Regions from separate parts of the Zea mays genome. Here region 1 is linked to region 2. The links are chromatin contacts, called in public Hi-C maps. All regions are on one chromosome and are shown on one strand. Each heading gives the region's core, a stretch centred on a gene start, on an enhancer-like site or on the middle of the called end of the contact. The rest is flanking DNA. Distances are from core to core; before and after follow the strand shown. Region 1 holds the start of LOC100281739 (transport inhibitor response 1 protein). Region 2 holds the start of LOC100502525 (Ribosomal protein L31).

Region 1 (5,229 bases), core at 18-2,517, 140 kb after region 2:
CAGAATTTGAATTTTTGGGAGGCTACATTTAGAGTAGTAGAGATACAATGTGGTTCAAGATTTTAAGTTTTAGAATTAGTTTTCGAGCTGTTCATACCACTATTTTGTTGGTAAAATGAAGCCTTCAATGAAATAGAGGGCTGCTCACTTCTATTGTTATTGCTCTCGCACATACAATTTCCACTTGTGTGAATGACCAAGCGATGATGTTATCGCATATGGTGTGGCATGAGCCTACAATTTCACTGTAGTTATGAAAACTGATCAGTCAATGATGATGAATCATACGAGCCTTTTTATACTTCAGCACGTTCTTTGATAGGGGACGAATTTGCACGAGGTGTTATGAACTGCATGCAGAGGTGAGCAGTGGGAGCGTTTGCGTATTAAAGTGCACTGCACTACAATACTTGTTTGTGGATGTTGAGCGTTTACTTTAGCTTAATCAATCTTATAGTTTTTAATTAATTAATGTTATTTTTGTCGTCCATGCAAGAGGATCTCCATCGTTTCGCAAGATAGGAGCCGCCAAGCACATGTTCGGTTTTGTTTAGAACTTCATGTTCCTTTCTATCCCGAATACTTATATCCTTATTCGGATGATGGTGCCTAGCAACAACGATAGCATGTCATTGACTTGGACGAGCAACCATAGATCTCTCTAAACAACTTATGTGCCGTCGCAACGCACGGGCACCTACCTAGTAAAGATAAAAAGACCCAATAACGTCTCTCTTTAATCTTCATGGCGCACATATGGACTAGGAGACATGGGCGGAGGCGACGATCGAGAGGAGGGAAGAGGCGGCGGGACTACCATCCATCGTCTTGTGCCTAGGGGTGGTAACGGGCCATTTAATTTAGCCTAGCAAATTTAAGGATCGAGTCAAGTTAGGACCAAATCATAAAACGATACAATTTTGAACTAACAAAATTAAGAGCTTTGTTGATTTTTAAAGCAAGTATTAGGGCCATGATCCATTACCACCCTTTCTTGTGCCATCGCCGGCGGCGGCAAGAACGGAACCGTCGTGGGAGATCGATGGTTACATGAGGGCTGAGGCTCGTCGTGGGCTAAGGAATAATTTTTGAGGGAACAAATTTGAAGGGGTTATTCGTAAAATCGAATTGCCTTGGCGAGAGGGTGTAGTTGTAAAATATCAGCCGGCAATCAAGGACGCATGATCCAGGACCAGGATTGCACGTTTGCACGGAAGTTTGATCTATAAATATTTAGCAAAAAAAAAAACAACAATAGAGAGACGTAACGTAACAACCTCGGCTTCTACGACTAGGAGTCGAAGTCGACTGACGACTCACGACTGGCGTAGCGTAGGAGGCGGCGGTTCCAAGCGACCATCCAATAATCGCCACCCTCACGCGAGAAATCCCCGGTATTCTCCCCTGCAGATTCCATCTCGTCGCCCCCTTCTCCGATCCGATCGGTCTCTGATCGCTGCGTTTCCTGGTTCCTCAAGGTTTATTGGGGAATTTTTTTAGCGAGTTACCTCTTTCCCCTCTTGTGGGCTCTGCGGGGAAATTTAGGGTTTAGTATTGGGGTTGATCGGACGATCTAGTGTGGTTAGGCCAACGATTCTCCCTGCTGTGGCTCATGATTTTCCAATTTCGTGTAAATCCGGTTCGGTGTGGTGCCTTGTTTTTTTTTCTGTTTTCTTTATTAGGGCTCGGATTCTGAGTCACGAAATGAATGATCATCTGATCTTGTAGTTTTGGGGGACTTCGTCTCTCGTAGGAGGGATTCTTTGGCTGAGGTAGTGAGGTTGCCCTCGGATTGGTCCAAAAACGAAAAAGTTAGCCCTCTTCCTCAGGTCCAATTTGGCATTTTTTTCAGAACACATACGATTTCTGCCAGTCTGAAGTTTTGGACTTTATGTGAGCTGTTGCCAATTCAACTGCTTCTGCTACACGATCCATTAACTGCTTTCCGATCCGTGTTCTGTGATGTTTGCCCTCTTCCTCAGGGCCAATTTGGCAATTTGTCAGAACACACACAGGTATGGATTTTATATGAGCTGTTGCTAATTCAACTGCTTCTGCTACGCAATCCATTAACTGCTTTCTGATCCGTGTTCTGTGCTAACTCTTGTCGATTAAGCGTTGCTTTGTGCGAGATATTTGAAATAATGTACACGCCAGCCAACACGTGGCTTCGCCAAATGGTCATGGAGCCGTAGAACTTGCCAAAATGCCTATAAATACATTGATATAATACTCCTATTTTTTTTGTAACATTATATCTTATGTTTTTTGGCAACGACTGCTATTCAAGCAGTCCTTTTTTGCAAGCGTGCAAGCAAACTATCTGATCCATTATATTACGACCCAACCACAGATACAAAGAAGGTTTGTTAAGGGTTTTTTATAAAGATTATTGAGCTGGTGGTGGAAGGGTTTAAGTGTTAAATGTGACCTACGGTTGGATCGTAATCTAATGGATCAGATGGTTTGCTTGCACGCTTGCAAGGAAGGACTGCTTGCATAGCAGTCGTTGCCATGTTTTTAGCCTTTGTATAGACCAAAATACCTTTATCATACAAAAATTATCTTACTCTTCTTTATATGCCTTTTTCTTGTTAATAGATAATATAATTAACACATAGTTAATAATATTAAAATCATGGAATATATATTTAATAGTATTCGTGTTAACTCTTGTCGATTAGTAGAACTTTACAACCAAGGTCTGCTTTGTGCAAACTGGCCCGTAGAGGAGTACCAAATTGGCGTTCATTGCTGCAAATGTTCGTTACTTAATGCCTCTAGCTGATAATATAAAATTCTGTCCATGTTGTTTGTTTGTGAGCAGGCAACTTTTGGGGAACTACACGTGTATGGAGTTTTATTAGTATTCCAGGGGCGTCACAATGGCATACTTTCCTGATGAAGTAGTAGGGTATATCCTTGGTTATGTAACGTCGCATCAGGACCGCAACGCGGTGTCCTTGGTCTGCCGGGCATGGTACGACATTGAGCGTCATGGCCGCCATTCAGTGCTTGTAAGAAACTGTTATGCGGTGTGCCCAGAGCGTGTACACATGCGGTTTCCCAACATGCGTGCACTGAGCTTGAAGGGCAAACCGCACTTTGCTGAATTCAACCTTGTCCCGGCGGGTTGGGGTGCCACTGCAAATCCATGGGTGGATGCGTGCGCCCGTGCATGCCCAGGTCTTGAGGAGCTCCGGCTGAAGTTTATGGTTGTGACTGATGAATGCCTCAAGTTGCTTTCTCTATCCTTTACCAACTTTAAATCACTTGTCCTTGTTTGTTGTGAGGGGTTCAGTACTACCGGGCTTGCTAATATTGCCACCAATTGCAGGTGAGAATTCTGAAAACTTAGGCATTATCATGTTTGGGAAAGTGCCTAGTGACCATTGTTTTAGTTCATCTAGCATGCCCATTTAATTAACAAACAATCCATTTCAGTATTATGTTTGCAATCTTCATCCTGCTGATGCTGAGTTTATTGTGTCTACACCATATTATACCAGATCATGTATGCCTTTCCATCTCTGTATACTTCCTTGGTTATTGATTATTAAAAGTTATCTGCTGTGTGTTTATAGATAAAGACTTCCCAATGCAAATAATTGACGCAATGCAAAATCTACGAAACAGAAGTTATCTACACTTCTAGTTTTTTCCATAGCTTATCTGTATGATACTTGAATACTGAAATATTGTTTATGTTTACTTTGGTTTATATCCAAATACCATAATTGAGATCTTCAATGCTTGGCAGAGCATAAACTCTCAAACTTAGTATCTAGGTTCCCGGGTCGATGGGATCGAGGAACGGGAACGTGGTAGTGGTACGCTACTAAACTAGGTTTTAACACTACGGGAATGAGATTGTTCCCAGATTCCTGGAACGGAATGAACGTTCTTGGAACGAGGAACATGGCCAAGTTCCACGTTCCCGGTTTCTAAGCTCTCGAACTAAAATCTTTGACAAAGATGGTACAGTAGTTTCTAGTCTGCTTAGTACATGCCTATTGTCTAGTGCTTGAGTGATTGTATGAGTTCCATTCCTTGTTTCTATCTCTCTAGCAAAGTACATACTGAAAAGGCATGATTGAGACATCTAGCTAGAACAAATAGATTTCAATGATGGAAGAAAGCTCAAGCTGCAGTTATATAACATTATTGGCTTCCAGTTTTGGCATCTTCTATTGTGTTAAGAAAACTTCATTTTAATTGACAAAGTGTCATCTTACTATTTAGTTTGCTAAAGAGATGTTACTCATGGTTAGTCCACAATATTTTACATTTTTACATATCTTGTAGCTCTTCACTTTCAGGTTTCTTAAGGAACTAGACTTACAAAAGAGTTGTGTGAAACATCAAGACCATCAGTGGATTAATTGTTTTCCCAAGTCTTCAACATCACTAGAATGCTTGAATTTTTCCTGCTTGACTGGGGAGGTGAATGCTGTTGCACTGGAGGAACTTGTTGCAAGGAGTCCAAATCTTAAAAGTTTAAGGCTGAATCTTGCAGTTCCATTTGATGTTTTGTCCAGAATCCTTTCTCGCACACCTAAGCTAGAGGATTTAGGCACAGGATCCTTTTTACAAGGCAATGACCCTGCTGCATATGCCAGTTTATGTAGAGCTCTTGAGAACTGCACTTCACTGAAGAGTATATCTGGTTTTTGGGATGCTCCAGGCTTTTATGTTCAAGGAATTTTGTCAAATTGCAAGATCAGAAATCTTACATGCTTGAATCTCAGCTATGCTACATTGATTCAGAGTACCCAGCTTATCGGTATTATTCGTCATTGTAAGAAGCTCCATGTCTTATGGGTAAGATTTACTTGTGGTGTTGCTAGGAAGTTTAGCCTCTCGTTACATTGAACTAGCCTAATTGTCTGTTCAAATATATGGCCTGATTGGAGAACCTAGTGCAATTCACTGTATTATTACTATTATATATTATGTTATGGTTGAAAAAACAATCGTGTGTCCTATGACTGTAATGCCTATTGGGTGTTTTTGCATTGTTCTGGAACTATTACAACATTAGTTAATCTTAGCCTTTTGACATATAGACTGACAGGACTATGTCTACGCGAATACCCAGTAAAAGGAAGATGGCTCCTGACCTTCCCGCTCCTGACCTTCCCGCTCCCCCCGACGTCTCACCTCCCCACCAGCCCTCGCCGGTGCCCACTCCGGGGCCGGCGACCACCTCCCATCACGCTACTGCCTCTA
Region 2 (5,203 bases), core at 61-2,560:
CTTGTACTCTAGTCATTTCTTACTTCCAGATTATATTAGGATTATACCAATGAAAAACAAGAGAAGGACATACTTATGAGCTAAAATAACTTTGCTAACCACAATTCCTCAAGTTTGAGAGCCATGGATCTCTTTCTTCGGACATTTTGTGCCCTAGTTGTATGGATACACCGGTTCATTTTTCAGTTTAATACATGTAACCAGTCTAGGAAAATTTATGCATCTACAAAGTATCGGTGGTGTCCGTATTCTCTTAACAATGCATGCACATATCTTCCACGAGTACAGTGCTAATGGATCGTATCTTGGATTGGCTATTTTGCAAGTGTTCCAACCAGTCATCAATAGTATTCCCAAATTTTGCCTCTCCTGTAACAACAGGCATGGAGCTAGTAGATCTAAATACAAACGAGACAATTTATTTCACATGTTATTCAGTCTTCAATGGAAGTTATGCCAAGCAAATTATTATGCTTCGAGAAAAAATAAAGACACCAATCAAATTAGAAACTTCACAAGGCATGAATTGCTGTTAGAATGTTGGTAATACTCAAAGAAGATTCTATTCACTTTTCAATGGAGATTATGCCGAGCAAATTATCACGCTTCAACGAAAAATAAGGATACCAACTAAATTACGCACTTCACAATACATAGGGAAGATTCTAAGTCAATTAGATTACAAGGTAACAGTATCAAACTATTACAATCAAACTAATCAAATTATTCAGGTTTCTTTTCTTTGGCAGCAAACTAATCAAGCTGCTAAAACAAACAAGCCAGAGCAGCCATTTTTAATCAATCCAGAGACGGACACCGTAAAAGAACTGAGAACAATATTTTCTTGTAAAAAAAATGAAATTTTGCAGACAAGAACACGAAGAAAACATCGAAGTTTAGAGGCAAAGTACACGTCTACTACGACTGTAACCAGATCTGAATGCAGATAGTTTAATGTAGGGTTTGGGTGTTCGGTTTCGCAGAGCAGCAACGGAAGAGAAGGGGTGGGCGTAGCGTACCTATTGGGTGCTCGTCGCTGGCGAAGGGCGAGAAGAAGGGGACCTGGGCGCTGGCCTAGGTGCTAGGGCAGCGGCGGCACGGGCGTTTCTTGCGGCGGGATGCGAGCTGGCAGAAGTTGGGGAGGCGAGGTGAGTGGTGGGCGGCGGCGGTCAGGGTGAGCCGGTGAGGACGAGGTCGGGGGTGCTGGGCCCGCGTGCTGGTCAGCCGTCGGCGTGGCGGCGGTCAGGCGAGACGGGCCGGGGCCAGGGTCGCGCTCGGACGCGGGGGTGGAGGGTATGCAGTGCAGACTTCACTGATGGTCAGTGGTCACCGATACTAATCTCCCCCGGTTGGAACTTCTTTAAATTTTAGGCTATGTTTGGGAGAGCTTCACTTCAAGAATTTCAATTTCGTTCTAATTTTTTCAACCCAAACAGGTTCAGCTCCACGAGCTTTAGTTTTTAAAAAAATCGAAACTAGAGGTCCGTTTCATGAAATTCATGAAGCTCCTTAGAGGGTGCTTCAAAAACACTGTTTTTATATCTCCTCATGAAGTTGTACGAAAATTACCCACCATGCCACTGGTTACGCAACATACAACTTCCGTTCTCTCTGGCGACAACACACTAATCATTAAGGGTAATCAAGGAAACTCACACAAATCAATTGTACTATAGAAGTTGGAGTCCATATACTAACCAAACGCTCCTAGAACTCACTTTAACAATTTGCTGAAGCTGTTTTATAGTGAAACTGGAAAACCAAAGCTGAAGTTTTTGAAGCAAAGCTCTCTCAAACAGCCCCTTATTTTCTTTCTTTTCCTCTAACAAATTCCAAAAGAAAAAAAACTCTGACCATAAGTTCATAACCATATGCAGTCCGCACAGCCTAATAAAAATACAGTCCCAGAACAATCATAATAAGTCCTGAAGCTCCAGACATCTTGAGAATTTGGTTAGCTGAACTTTAGTCCAGCTAACCAAATTCACCTGGCTACAAACACATTCGTGGCACTATAGTTTCACCTTGCTACTCAATTCATCTCCTCATGCGTAATCGCACTCATCAACTAAAGTTAAACAATCATATGCAACACTAGGCGATTCGACACAGACGCACCCTGACGCTTTCTCTGGGCGTCACTTCAACAAAACCCCAACTTGCTCCGTCTTCGTCTGCTGGTTGTCGATCCTCGCTTCCTGCTCAGATGGCGTTTAGGCGCGTTGATCCCGAACCCTTCCTCCCTCCGGGCTTCAGCGCTTCGGTGGTCCTTCACCGGGATATTATGGCCAGGTCAGTCTCTCGGCGTCTCCCGCCTTTGCATGAGGACTGGGCTATTATCAGCATTCAACCTTTACCTGACCATGAGATTACTTTCCCCGCGGTGAGGGATGTGGTTAGAGAATACCTTGTGGAGCACCGTCGGCTTGGGGTGCGCGATATCCAGCGGTCGCACCTGGGGCAGGTTTTGGTCCAGTTCAGCAGCATTCTTGAAAGAGACAACCTTGTTCTGCTCGGTCCGCAGCAGTATCTTGATGCTACTTTCACTGTTCAGCGGCACAATGATGCTTGGAACCATAGGGCCCTTTATTTTAACCGGGAATGTTGGCTTATGTTGTTGGGATTCCCTCTGGACTACCGTTCTTCAGAGCACTTGCAGGTGGCTATTGGCTCCTTTGGCAGACTGATTCTGTGGGAAGAAGACAGACGCAATATTTATAGGACTTTGCTCAGGGTGCGGGTCACGTCCCTGGAGGAGGTCCCACAGTTCATTGTTTTTTCAGACGCTGATGGCTTTCTTGGAGATTCGTGGACGGTGCAGTGTGAGATTATCCAGCAAACTTTGTTGGGGGGTCAGCCTCAAGATGAGGACCCGGTGCCAGCGGCCCCGGCGGATGGGCAACAGCTTCCTTTTGAGTTTTTTGGTCTGGGTCAACCTGTGCCGGCGGCGGACTGGGATCTTAATTTTCCACCTGGTGACAACGTTCAAGATCAACCTGCAGGCAACATTCAAGGTGACTGGGACCAATGGATTGTCAATGATCCTCCTGTTCAACCACCTCAGCAGCCCCTTCTGGACCAGCCACCTGATGAGCAGCAAGTCAGCAACCCCCATTCGGACCTATCCTCTGATAGTTCTTCTGGCCACATTCATGGCGCCTTGCTGCAGAATGGTCAGATTCTGAATGGGCAGATTCCTGAGGACCCGGTGGTTGTGGGGCCGGTGCCAAACTTTAATGCCCCTGCCGACCATCTCATGATTGGGCCCCAAGAGGTTGATGGCCCACCTATGCAGGATGTTCCTCCCGTGCCTGGGGATATAGTTATTCCGGATGCCCAGCCGGTGGAGCCTTTTGTTAATGGGCACAATAACGTGGGGTTGAACTTTATGTTTTCGCATGATTGGCATGCGGATCCTGTTTTGCTGAGTCTCTTAGAGAGGAAAAGGAATGCCCAGTTTAACAGGATCTGGGAGAGATTTTTTGCTCCGGCGGATTGCTCAGTGACCTCGGTGCAGGTCCCCAAGAAATGGGCGCCTTTTTTCTTATCCAACTTGATGCACGAAGATTCTTTTAGCTGGTCCAAAAAGTTCCTGTCTTCAGATATTCCTTCAGCTTTGTTGGAGCCTGAGTCTGTGACAATCCCTTTTGTCATCCCCAGGAAGTGTCCTGTGGACACGCTCCCTGATTCGGTTGTTTCTGAGGAATCTTCTGATGACACCTCTGTCCCTTCGGACACAACCTCCTCCAAGCCTAATATTGCTATTGTGGAATCAGTCCTGAGGAGAAGCAAGAGGCTATGTGACGCCCGGGCTGGATTCAGGCAAGGCTCTTGCCAAAAGAAGAATTGTTTGTTGTGTCAGCACAAGTGTGAGGGCCCCCCTCACTTTCAGCTAAAGCTATCAGGCGCTTAGGTGAGCGCTTTTGTAATCTGTCAGAGGAGGAATTGGCTTACCAAGCTCTGAAGAAAAAGAAGAATCCACCTGGCTGTGTTGGCTCTAGCAAGTCAGGCAAAAAAGATGAGGGGGACAAGAAGCAAGACTCTTCAGATGATGACAACTGATATGTTAATTCTGCCTTGGGTGGGTGTCTTTTGCAGGTCTCAACCCCGCCAGGCTTTTTGGCTGTCTCGGCCCTGGCGTTTTTATCTGACTTCTGTGTCCACGAACTTGGTGGTTTCTGGCTGTGCTCTGTTCTGTCTTAACAGATACTCTTTTGTCCTCCCAGTTGTTGGGTTTGGGCTCCTTTCCGTTGACGAACTTAATCTCTATGATGAATAGTCACAACGCTATTAATTGCTCTGACTGGTCTGTTTTAAGTTTTAATGTCCGAGGTATTAATGCCGTGGCTAAGGGGAATGGAATTCATTGTGTGATTCGGGAGTCCAATTGCGACATTATCTGCTTGCAGGAGACGAAGAAGGAATCTTTTGTTAGGGCAGACTTAAGAAGGTTCTGCCCCAGTTCTTTTGATGAGTTCGCTTTTGTCCCTTCGATAGGTAACTCGGGGGGGGGGGGGGTTCATTACTGTTTGGAATAGTTCGAAGCTGGTTGGCAATGTTATTTTCCAAAATGAGTATGCTCTTTCGGTTGAATTTGTTGCTATTTCGTCGGAGGAATCTTGGATTATCACCAACGTCTATGCGCCCTGTTCCCCATCTGGGAAGATTGATTTCCTTCACTGGTTCTCCAATATTAACATGCCCCACGATAAGCGCTGGTTGATTGTTGGGGACTTTAACCTGATGCGTAGGACTGAAAATAGAAACACTGCTGGGGGAGACATTAACCTGATGCTGAGCTTTAACGAGGCAATCAGCCAGCTAGACCTGGTGGAAATCCCTCTCCATAGCCTCTCCTTTACTTGGTCGAATAAACAAAGGGAACCCCTTCTTTAGAGACTCGATTGGTTTTTCACGTCGCAAGAATGGTCGGTCCGCTACCCTGATACTCTCGCTACAACGCTGCCAAGGGATATTTCAGATCATGTACCCTGCTTGATTTCCTTTAAGTCAAAGATTCCTAAGCCCAAGATCTTTAGATTTGAAAATTTCTGGTTGCAGTTTGACGAGTTCATGACAATTTTTCAAAATTCGTGGACGGGTATGCCAAGCCTTGTGGACAAAGCGAAGAATTTAACAGCAAAGTTCAAGTTCACCAGAAAGATTCTAAAAGAGTGGCAGCGGTCTCTGCCAAAAATTGACA

The links. Hi-C and Micro-C count contacts between places; a contact is called where the count stands out from the background.
Region 1: a contact with region 2 is called in a Hi-C map of tassel, with 2.2 times the contacts expected there. The contact joins the promoter of LOC100281739 here to the promoter of LOC100502525 in region 2. A contact is called at or near these places in 3 of 25 Hi-C or Micro-C datasets (ear, leaf and tassel).

The regions. Positions count from the first base shown.
Region 1 is chr2:229,097,165-229,102,393 of Zm-B73-REFERENCE-NAM-5.0, forward strand. LOC100281739 (transport inhibitor response 1 protein) reads left to right here and starts at 1,268. Exons shown (of 4, transcript NM_001154659.3): 1 at 1,268-1,394; 2 at 2,828-3,337; 3 at 4,320-4,821. The coding sequence starts at 2,886.
Region 2 is chr2:228,954,073-228,959,275 of Zm-B73-REFERENCE-NAM-5.0, forward strand. It overlaps LOC100502525 (Ribosomal protein L31), which reads right to left and starts at 1,311. Exons shown (of 2, transcript NM_001324023.1): 1 at 1,020-1,311.